Linked DNA regions of Zea mays: region 2 is linked to region 1. The links are chromatin contacts, called in public Hi-C maps. All regions are on one chromosome and are shown on one strand. Each heading gives the region's core, a stretch centred on a gene start, on an enhancer-like site or on the middle of the called end of the contact. The rest is flanking DNA. Distances are from core to core; before and after follow the strand shown. Region 1 holds the start of LOC100282684. Region 2 holds the start of LOC100193444.

Region 1 (5,304 bases), core at 3-2,502:
GATAAGCCATCGTTCACCCTTTTGTGGCCATGTAAATTGGGAGGAGTTCGAGTCCTGTTACGTTACTCTTGATTGGCAATATCTCCACTGTATTTGATGTATCAACTCGCCAGACAGTAATAGGCAGGTGGCAAAACCGCTTCTCGTTCTTGTCAGATCACTATACCTATACGGGAGTATGCCCCGCTAGTTCAGGCACATGCTATTCTGATTGTTTCTGATATCTGTTGTTTATCCTCTTTTCATTCGCTAATTTCAGGTAGGATATCTGTCAGGTAGGGTCTGTCATGACTACTATAATCATACATGAATCCTGGATGGTGCCTCTTTTGCGCTTAGATTTCTATTTTTTTTAGTTACAATTTTTTCTTGCGCTTTTTAGCTCGGTTCAGAAAAGAAAATAACTTGACATGAACCAGATATCACTACCCAGCTTTGCGATTTCATATTTCTACAAGGTTCATGAGTCATGACTCCAGTCTCTATGATTTGGGACGGTACTTATTCGGATATTAATTGTCTTTATTTTTTGATTGTGGATAAATGTGATATATAATTTGCTACACAAATTTAGCATTGAGTTTATAAAGATTCATAAACATCAAATTTATTATATACCTTCTGAAACGACGATATAAAATTTGGATATATTATACGGATTCGAATACATTTCCAATTTTTTTTGTGTAGAGAGCAAATGAAGCATAAAATAATTTATGCAAAATTTTAATTTTATTTATAATAATATGCTTTTTAGGTCGACATTAAATTCCATATATATTTATTTTAAAATATGAAATTTGTTCTAACAATTCGGATATTTATTTTTATTCCTATCTGTGAAGACTCAAGCGCAGAGGCCTGGTTCATACTATACAAGTGAGCTTGTTTAGTTTTCATGTACCAAATCCGATATGCCCAAATGTAGCTTTGTTTGATTCAAATTATGGCATATTCACGAGGCTAAACTAAAGTGACTAAATTAGTAACTTTTCGTACATGGTCTATATACTGGGAATAGCATTGGTGGGCTAAGAAAATCAACACGTGACGACTGACGTTGCAGCCCATGGGTTCGACCAGGCTTCGAGCCGCATATCAAACACGCCCGTGACGTATCAGGCGCGGGAGGACGAGGCCGCTGCACCACAGCGCGTGGCGTGTACCGTCTGGGCGTCTTGCAAGTGGCAATGCGTAACGCTGCACGCTGGTGGGGTGTGGATAGAATTGTAGCTAGCTAGCGCAAGCCGCACGGCAGCAAAGCAAACCACCGTGCCTCAGGCAGAGGCCTCAGCCTCTCTCTCGTCTTTGCGTTGCGCCGCTGCTTTAAACAAACGTCAGGTGAAGGCTGCGGCACGCGTCCCCTCCTCCGCCTCCAGTCTCCGCCCATCTCAAAACCCTAGCAACCGCGCCTCCACCCCTACCCGAATCCCAATCCAGGTCCGATCCCCCGGCGGCGAGGACACCCGGCGCCGATTCGTCCCCGCAGATCGGCGGGCAGGACAGATTCAGATTCGGGTTCGGGGTCCGCTCGGGTCGCCTCGCCGGGGTCCACCGCGGCGGTCAGGGAGCATGGTGGGCGGCGGGAGGCGGGGTGGAGCGGCGGAGGAGGTCAAGCTCAACACCGGCAACGTGTTCGCGGCGCTCGAGTCCCTCAAGAAGAAGAAGAAGGGCGACAAAGGCAAGGCGGCCGGGTCTTCCTCCAGGAAGAAGCACGGCGAGGGGGCCGCGCAGCGACAAGAGCCACCGCAGAAGGAGCTGTTCTGGGCGCCCGCGCCACTTACCACCAAGTCCTGGGCGGACGTCGAGGACGACGACGACGACGACTACTTCGCCACCACCGCGCCGCCGCGCCCCGTCTGGGGCACTGCCGGTGAGCCCGCCAAGGAAGAGGAAGACGTCGATGATGCTGTGCGTGCCGCCCTTCAGGAGGTATATTTTCCACCTTCTCTATGTGCCTTGTGATTTGTTTGTGGAATGTGCCTATGAAATGTTCTTATACCTTCAGACTGTTCGTTGCTGTTTAATCTCCGTACTGGTTAGTTGACAGTTGGCGCTGCTGCGGAATCCTTGGAGTAAGACCAATCTGCAGGTTTACTTGTCCATTATGCCATTTTTTTTGCGATTGGTGTCGGTAACGGATGCAATTATTCGCCTTGGCCGTGCGTCTTGTGTGCAATATGGCAATCAATTTCTGGTGTAGGTATTGAAACACTAAATTTCAGCTGCAAATCATGTGAAAATAAATTTGTCCTTTGAATGATAGAAGGGTTGTTCTGCTGTATAGTGTATGATTAGCTGACAAACTGACACGCGAAGTTACCCCACATAAGCAGAATTGGTAAATTGGTGTATTAATGCCCATATCGCTATATATATATAGCCCATACTATCTTTTTTGGCAATTAATAGATTCAGTAATGACCAATGAGGAGAGAATGCTTGGTAATTAATAGATTGAGCAATGACCAATGAGGAGAGAATGCTGGATAATTGTATTATCACATATTGCCAGTAAAGAATCAAAGAGGCTCGTCGTGTGTATTATGGATGTTTTCTCACTACTTTTTACTGTTCCAATTAGCTGTGGTCTAAAGGAGCATATTGCAATTGAGAGCAACAGTGATGCTCTTTACAAGCTGTGTTTGTACTAATACTGTTGGGGATAATCCCTCTGCTAAAGAAAAGGTGTACTTTGGACAGGGATTTGTTCCAAGTTTTTCTATGTCTTGGGTAAGCAAAGTGATTTGGAAATGTTTATACATGACATGTGCTGCATGTCTGTCATAGCAAACTCTGGTTATTGTTCTACTTGTTTTCTGTCAAATTTTCTTTGAAATTGAACTTTGTTAAGTGGGAGTATAATTTACTCATCTCGAGGGAATGGAACATGTTTTGCTGATTGTCGTTATAGCTAGCCACTTAGCCTCTCTGATAATATTCTTAGATGTACTTCTATATATGCTGCAGGACATTGAGAGTGATGATGGGGACCTTGATGATGAGGTTGATGATGGACCTGAGGATGAACCTGAACATGATGCGGAAGATGCCCCAGCCGAACCTGCTATCAGGACAGCTGCGGCCCCGGCTGCGCCACCCAAGGACACAGAAAGGCAGCTGTCTAAAAAGGAGTTGAAAAAGAAGGAACTAGCAGAACTTGATGCAGTATTGGCTGAGCTGGGACTCTCTGCAAATTCTAGCAGCACTGCACAGGATGGTGAGAATCATACATGCTGCCACTAAAACTGCCTGATATCAATAGCTCTCTTGTGTGGTTTTGTTGATTGTATGGACTCGATTTTCTCATGCTATGTTTTCTTGCAGCTGAGAAGAAAGGTACCAACCAAATTGGTGATGCAGAGAAGAAGGAAGATGCTCCTGCTCCTCCCGAGAGCAAGGCCTCCAAGAAGAAGAAAAAGAAGGACAAGAGTTCAAAGGAGGGAAAAGAAACACAAGAAGCACTTGATGGGTCAGAGGAGACTGCCAGTGCAGGACCTGATGAAGATACTTCTGCTGTGGATGTGAAGGAGCGCTTGAAGAAGATGGCATCAATGAAGAAGAAGAAATCGAGCAGAGAGACGGACACAGCTGCCAAAATTGCCGCTGCCGAGGCTGCAGCAAGGAGTGCAAGGCTTGCGGCGGCCAAGAAGAAAGAAAAGAGTCATTACAACCAGCAGCCCGTGCGGTAAATGGGCATAAAGTTTTGAGTTTGGGTGCTGTGAGTTTGATATCCCCTTGTTCGTTTTGGACTCGCAATAAAACTTTTTTGAGTTATCGTATTTATGACTGGGAAGTGCCTTTCTGAGTTTCATTTTCAGAATTTAATGAAAGGCCTTTGTGGTTGCAAAACGGTGGTGTAATTGTGCTTTAAATTGTTCATCCAATGATAAACTTCGTGAACAACTCCAGCACCGCCTGTAGTCCGATTTTTAAATCCTTGCATTGATGAGGAGGGCGGGGGTACACTTGCCGAAATTATCCCCAGCCTGATTTCTTTTATCTTATATATATAAATGTGCCTTTTATACTTCTATAGACTGCAGTACCTTTGAGGCGATCCCCGTGGCTTTGTTCGGTTACTAGGGAATAAATCTCACTATATATTTAATCTGGGTCTGTATTGTATTTAATCCGGGTCTGTATTTGGTGAATCTATATGTTACACCTAATCCTATGACAAGATTAAATCTACTATTTAATTCATGTATCTATTAAAGTTAGCTATTCTTTTGATCCATGAATTCTAATATAAGCTTGTGCAATATCTTCATGTATTTTTTTTATACCTAATGAGCTATGAATAGAATCTATGTCTTCCATAGTTTAAAAAATTTCTAAACCCTTAGGTTATAATACATGATGAGTTTAACCGAATAAATTTTTTTGAGTATGCTTGGATTATTTTGGGACATGAATTATGGCTTATGGCGTGGATTTAATTCCAATCCATACTAATCCAGAGCTGTATTGGTCTGTATTGGTGTAAACGAACGGTTCGAGTACAAATTCAAACCATTTCTGTAAAATTTCTATATAATTCCTGCCTTTCAAACTGGTCCTTAATATTACCCTCATTGCTCTACAACTGCAAGTCTATGGAATAACAACATAATAACGTACGTGGTTTGATGATTTATAAGATATTACCCTCATCGCTCTACGGTTCTTTGTGTAACATGTTGTAATATGATGGTTTGTAAGATTTGATTCATGGCTGTTAAGAAAATAAGCTTGCCCCCAAACAGATAGGTCCGTGAACAGTGGTGTCAAAAGGTATTTATAGTGTTTTTTTTTTATTTTAGTAACTGCTTATCTAAAATTCTAAATACTGTTGAACTATAAAATTATAATTGTTTATCCGTGAAGAGTAATTAATCATTTATCTTCTCAATCAACTCTTGGTTTCCTAATGATGATCAGACTTTTTCCTAAAGACTTTGTACCTGCAATCTATAAAAATAAAATACTATAGAAGCAGTATAAGTTAATACGGACTAAAGTCAAACGAACATGCTCTTTATTTCCTGCTAAGATTGTCTAGTAGCTTTAATTTGCTTGACTTTACGAAAATCTGTCTTCGTCCTTCAGGCGTATAATGGAGGTGATCGAATAGTTTCGATCTTCATGCTCGAGTGAATTCAGACATTTAACTTTTTCTTTTTATCGCTCTTATTGTTTTGTTCAAGTACGAAGTCGATCTTGAAAGAAAATATCAAACATAGATTGACTGTTAGTTAGCTCTAAAATATTGGGGTTTCTTTGTTCAAGCTGAATTCTCCAACAGTAGCTTCTCGTAGGGCG
Region 2 (5,360 bases), core at 2,625-5,124, 280 kb before region 1:
GGCGACACCACACCAGTTTAGAGCCAGAACTGGTGTGGGCTGGTGACTCTGGTCCGATTTCGATCTGTCGTATCAGCGGAAATTGGGGAAAAAAAGGAAGAGAAGGGCCTTTCATTTGATCATCATGTGTTCAGATCAGGTTTCGGTTGAGCTGGAAGAACATGGCCGAGAGAGTAGCTAGATAGGACCATGGTGGTTCTTGAACGCGACAGCATCTAGTTTTTAAATTATTTTGATTCATTCTAACTACAAGCTTAAACATTTTTTTAATCAGTCTAACTACAAACTTGAACATGCAAAGCCGTATGTACAGGATTGTTAGGGTCTAGATGGCCGGCCACAAGAGGAGAGGGCGAATAGTCTCTATAAAAAATTATTCTGCAAACTCAAAAACATTACTAGATCAAAGTTAATTAGTAACAAAGGTGTCGTAAAAATGTTTGCTTGCTCTAACTCTAGTTTACTTTATACAATCTCCCTAAATAATACTAATAGCTTGGTCTAGTAAATATTGAATGAAGCAAGCAATTTATTAATAAGACATACAAATCAACTGAAATTACTACTAAGTGCTGGAAGGATCAAGATACCCAACAAAAGAATGAATTAGGCTTCTTTAAATTCTTGCATAAATTAAATCCTAGATCGTCACCAACTAGTTTCAGCCCAACTATAACCATTGAAACATCCTACTGCGCATGAACGGGAGTGGAACATCAAGCTTTGTTACGCATGTCAGCCAGTGTTACGACGAAACAAACAGGCACGACGAGGAGACGAAGCAAACCAGAATGTACTTGCTAGGGGAAAAGCTGACCAGCATCCCGTAGGAACAGGATGCAGAGCCATGAACTCTCAAACAAAACCATATAATAAAGCTCAACAAAACACGATTAAAGATTGTATAAATGGCAGCCACGCCATCAGCCTCACACCTATAGGAAGCACGACCACCACCACCACCACAAAACCACCGAGATGGCAAAGCAACCGTGTGGAGGACGAGTTCGGTTCGGTGCTGTCTGGTCTTATTCATCAAAAGACATTGTAGGCAATGTGTATCTCAAGCTTCTTCGCATCTATATAAAGTAGAGACTACAGACAAGTAATGGAACTTCCAAGTTTCCTCAACTCAATACCATAAGGCGACAACTGTACACACGTTCCTATCTCACGTGAAGATCCTCATCAAGACCAGCAGAGTTCCCCCTTTCCTTCAAGACGCCAGTGCGTGCGTGCGTGCCAACGCCCAACGGAGTGTGCCTCATCGGGCGGCTCTTGGTGCTGTGAAAATGAACAAGAGCGATGGCTGTGAAAAAAAGCAGACGTTTTTAAACACATGGAGGTAGGCTTTAGGGGAAAAACATGTACGTACCCAAGTTCACGGCCTCTGAACCTTTCATCAGACGAAGGCGCTGGCAGGTTTCCACGAACATCCTGCAAAACCACCAGTTAGAAACTTGCCGGACCAAGTCTAATGGGAGCATGCTACTACATCCTTGGCAGCTGGGTATCAAGAGCTCCTCTATAGCCCCCCCCCCCCCCCCCTCTTTGCAGTACGATCAAGGAAGAAAACACAAATGAAAACTAACCCGACAAACCCATCTCAGTGCTTGAGATAGAATATTCTCTAGGAGGGTCTAGGAGCAATTTGCTTTTGCTCCATAGGCAGCCGATATGTCAGGCGAACAGTTCAATCTAGCTATCTAGTGCTGGAGAACAAAACTGGAAAGACAACCTTATCCAATGTATCCAAACTTAATAAAGTCGGTTCTTTTCACATTTGTCGGATTAGAGAATATAGCATATTCTGTACATCAAAGTTGCTTATAATATGGTAAATGCTAGAAACAGCAACACGTTCGGTTCGGTGCAAGAAGTATCAGTCTATCAGATAGGAAATTGTTGTGGTTGGTCCACGTGGAAGGCGTTTTTGGATGGAATCTACGGTTAAAAAAACAAAAGGCAAAGAGGTGTGGATAAGAAAATTCATCCCCCCCCCCACCCCTGTAACCTGTCTCAGTTAGATTTGATCAGTGTCATTGCAATATCCTAGCATGGCTGCAGTGGGCTAACAAGTGGAGAAGGAACTAGCAAAGGTTGTCTGCTGTCATAGTCAAGGGTGAGAAAGGGCTCCCTAATAGTTCTCCTATCCCGACAGTTCCAACATCACTTTCCGATCAGCTGATGCTTCATCTGAGGAGCAATTCGGCCTCAAATGCACTTACACTATAGGCATGAATTACTGCCAACAACCAACAGCGCCTCTCGAGAATTTCACCTAAAAGACGCATCGTTGTCAAAAGAGAGAGAGAGTGAGAGGCAAACCTCTGGTCTTATCTGGATTAGATCTATTCACATCATATCGATGGTGAAGATGAAGTAATTTCCAAGACAATCCATTCAAACCCCTAATTCATCGCTATCCCTATTTATCCAAACAACTCTTTCTAGGATCTGCTTCCTTCGATCCCAAAATACAGCCATGTTGTTGCAAATCTACTCGGCACAATCTAATTCTACCGCTCCCCCACTACTCAACACACACACACAAAAAGTATTTCGTCAAAGGGACTTGGTTGATCTTCTCAAATCAAAGCTACAACGTCCAATTTGATGAGAAGTGCAAGATCCCAAGCATTAGTCTCATACCTACGAACAAACCATTCGACTACTAAAAGCTAAATACAAGCAAAGACTTAGTCAAAGGACTGTAAAGAAACTGTTAAATCGAAGCTACCACATCCAATTGGAGTAGTGCAAGATCCTAAGAGATAGTCATACGAAAGGACAGTAGACGAAGTGTTAAATGGAAGCTATCACATCCAATCTGATCGACCCTAAGCAATAATCATACGCTGAGAAACTATTCGAGTTATATCAAGTAAAGAATATATAAGACCACGTACTCGTAGTAAAAGTAAAACAGAACGAAGAAGCAGAGGAGCTCACTTCCAGGGGACGTCGCCGACGAGCATCCAGTCGCCATCCTTGTCCTCGTACGTGGGTACGTACTCCGTCCCGTTCACCGCGTCCACCAGCTTCCTCTCGTCGTCGGCGAACTTCCCTGCGCGCGCATCCAAACCAAAAAAAAAAACCCTCCGTCAGCCGGAACGCTCGACCAAACAGAGCAAAGCGCTGCGGAAATTAGACCCAGGAGGAAGCACGAAGCGAGGGGGTGGTGGTGGGACGGTAGCACTGACTGATGGTGAAGTGGGAGAAGAACTTGTCCTGGAGCGCGCGGAGCAGCTGGTCGTAGCCGGCGTACGCCTGCAGGTCCACCTTCCGCAGGTAGGGCGCGCCGTCGACGGCCACCTTGACGAACTTGGCGGCCTTGCTGGAGCCCGCGGCGTCGGCGAGCGCGTTCTTGCGGTACGACCTCACCGGCGGCCAGCCCACCACACGAGCCCTGCCCCACCAAAACAAATGAGGAGGAGGCACATCAAACTCCACTCCACCTCATATTCACCCGCCAAAGCAAGCGCCAGCGCCCGCCTCGCGTTTCCTGGGAGTAACAATAAATAAAAAACGGAAAAGGCATGTGTTGGTCGGAGAAAACGGGCGGCGTACTTGGGTGCCGGTGCAGCGTCGGAGGACGCGGCGAGCGGGGAGGAGCGGCCGGGGTCAGCGTCGGAGGAGGCGCGCTTGCGGTCGGGGTCGGGGAAGGCGGAGGACGACGAGGAGGAGAGGGACAGGGAAGCCGCGGCGGCGGCGGCGGCGGAAGGCGCGGAGCCCGGGAGGCGGAGGGTGAGCGTGAGCGCGGTGTCCTCGAAGTCGAGCCCGGAAGCCCCGGAGGACTCGGTGGAGCTCCGCTCCGTCTCCACCGACATGGCCGGTGGCTGGGTGAGGGGAGCCGGGAGGAGGAGGAAGGAAGGAGAAAGCGGGGGAAGGAAAAGGAAAAGGCAGAGAGGTCGGGGGGAGGGGGAGGGGGAGGTTGGTTTGGTTATAGTGGGCCGCGGGTCACTCACCCGTCAGGTCGCGATAGTTTTTGCTTATGAGCCCCTGGATATAACGCTAATAATCTGTCTAAAAAAAGGTTCCACATGTCCTCCTCGTGTGCTAAGGCTATCTGCAACCGTTACCTCTAAATTTTTCTCCTATATCATTTTTTTCCTCTATTTCTCCCCTATTTTTTCATCTTCCGCAGCGGTTCCCCCTAAATACTCCCCCTTATATCCCACTACAACCATAAAATATCATTTTCTATACCTACTTTTTATCCACTATCAATTTTTTATCCACTAATAATTTATCGTGGGCCCACAACTTGTGTAGGGCTGGAAAATTAGCTCGAGGCTCGCGAGCCGGCTCGAGCTCGGAGCGACTCGGCTCGGCTCGCGAGCCTCGAACGAGCCGAGCCGAGCCCCTTCTTCGAGCTCGTTTTTGCAGCGAGCCGAGCCGAGTCGGCTCGTTCCAGCTCGCGAGTCTTACAAAAATGATCATTTTATGGAATAATAATGAATACAAAAATGATCATTTTATGGAATAATAATGAATATTAGATAGTTTTATGGATAATAGCTCATTTTTTAGTCTTTGATGATGAATATATTACAAGTTATAATTTAATTTACTCATAATTTAAAATGATGATTCTATATTTCAAATTTATATAATGTTAATTCACCAAATAATGCAACGATAAATATCAGAATATGGCTCGCGAGCCGAGCCGGCTCGCGAGCCAAGGTCGAGCCGAGCCGAGCCTCTTTCACTAGCTCGTCGAATGGACGAGCCGAGCCGAGCTCGTTCAGGCACCGAGCCGAGCCGAGCCGAGCTCGGCTCGGCTCGTTTCCAGCCCCATAACACGGTGCGAAACAGTGTAAGTGCGCATGAACAGTGAACCGCCAGGAGTGGAGGGAGAGAGAAGCGCTCCCCTCGATAAGGGGCTCCGTAGAGGCAACCGTTGCACGGGTGGGGGGACTTCTGTACACGGCATGCAAGGTGAGAGGAAAGTATAGCAGCGACCCGTGCAGACAGTCTAACCATACTAGTGTAGTAGTGTGACCGAAGATCTGTTACGTGAATACGAGATAAAGCGAGGTGCGAAACGTAATAGAGACGTCGAGGAAGGCGAGGCTCGAGACTTTGCAATCCAAAACTAATCTATATATAATTAAATACAAACAAGGAAACTCGCGGTGCCGCACTCGCGCGGGCGGCCCCACCAGCGGGCCCCGGCTGCCGGTTGGGCGCCCTGCAGCGGCCCCCCCGGAGGCGGCAAGCGGGTCCACGGCGGACCAGCCGTTCGATCCCCCGGCCGACGGCGGCCCGCCCGTCGCCGTTGAATTGCTAGCGGGTGCTTGCGCTCGTAAAGAAAACAAACGAAACAGAATCCCCGTCTTTGATCTCTCTAATAA

The links. Hi-C and Micro-C count contacts between places; a contact is called where the count stands out from the background.
Region 2: a Hi-C map of ear shows a contact between it and region 1, with 1.7 times the contacts expected there. The contact joins the promoter of LOC100193444 here to the promoter of LOC100282684 in region 1. A contact is called at or near these places in 2 of 25 Hi-C or Micro-C datasets (ear and leaf).

Annotation. Positions count from the first base shown.
Region 1 is chr3:9,778,137-9,783,440 of Zm-B73-REFERENCE-NAM-5.0, reverse strand. It overlaps LOC100282684, which reads left to right and starts at 1,252. Exons shown (of 3, transcript NM_001155591.2): 1 at 1,252-1,932; 2 at 2,971-3,220; 3 at 3,328-3,998. The coding sequence starts at 1,573. The coding sequence ends at 3,692. It overlaps LOC100192511 (Syntaxin 32), which reads left to right. Exons shown (of 5, transcript NM_001137731.1): 5 at 1-220.
Region 2 is chr3:10,060,844-10,066,203 of Zm-B73-REFERENCE-NAM-5.0, reverse strand. It overlaps LOC100193444, which reads right to left and starts at 3,874. Exons shown (of 5, transcript NM_001138563.1): 1 at 3,571-3,874; 2 at 3,204-3,409; 3 at 2,953-3,067; 4 at 1,376-1,437; 5 at 850-1,284. The coding sequence starts at 3,830. The coding sequence ends at 1,265.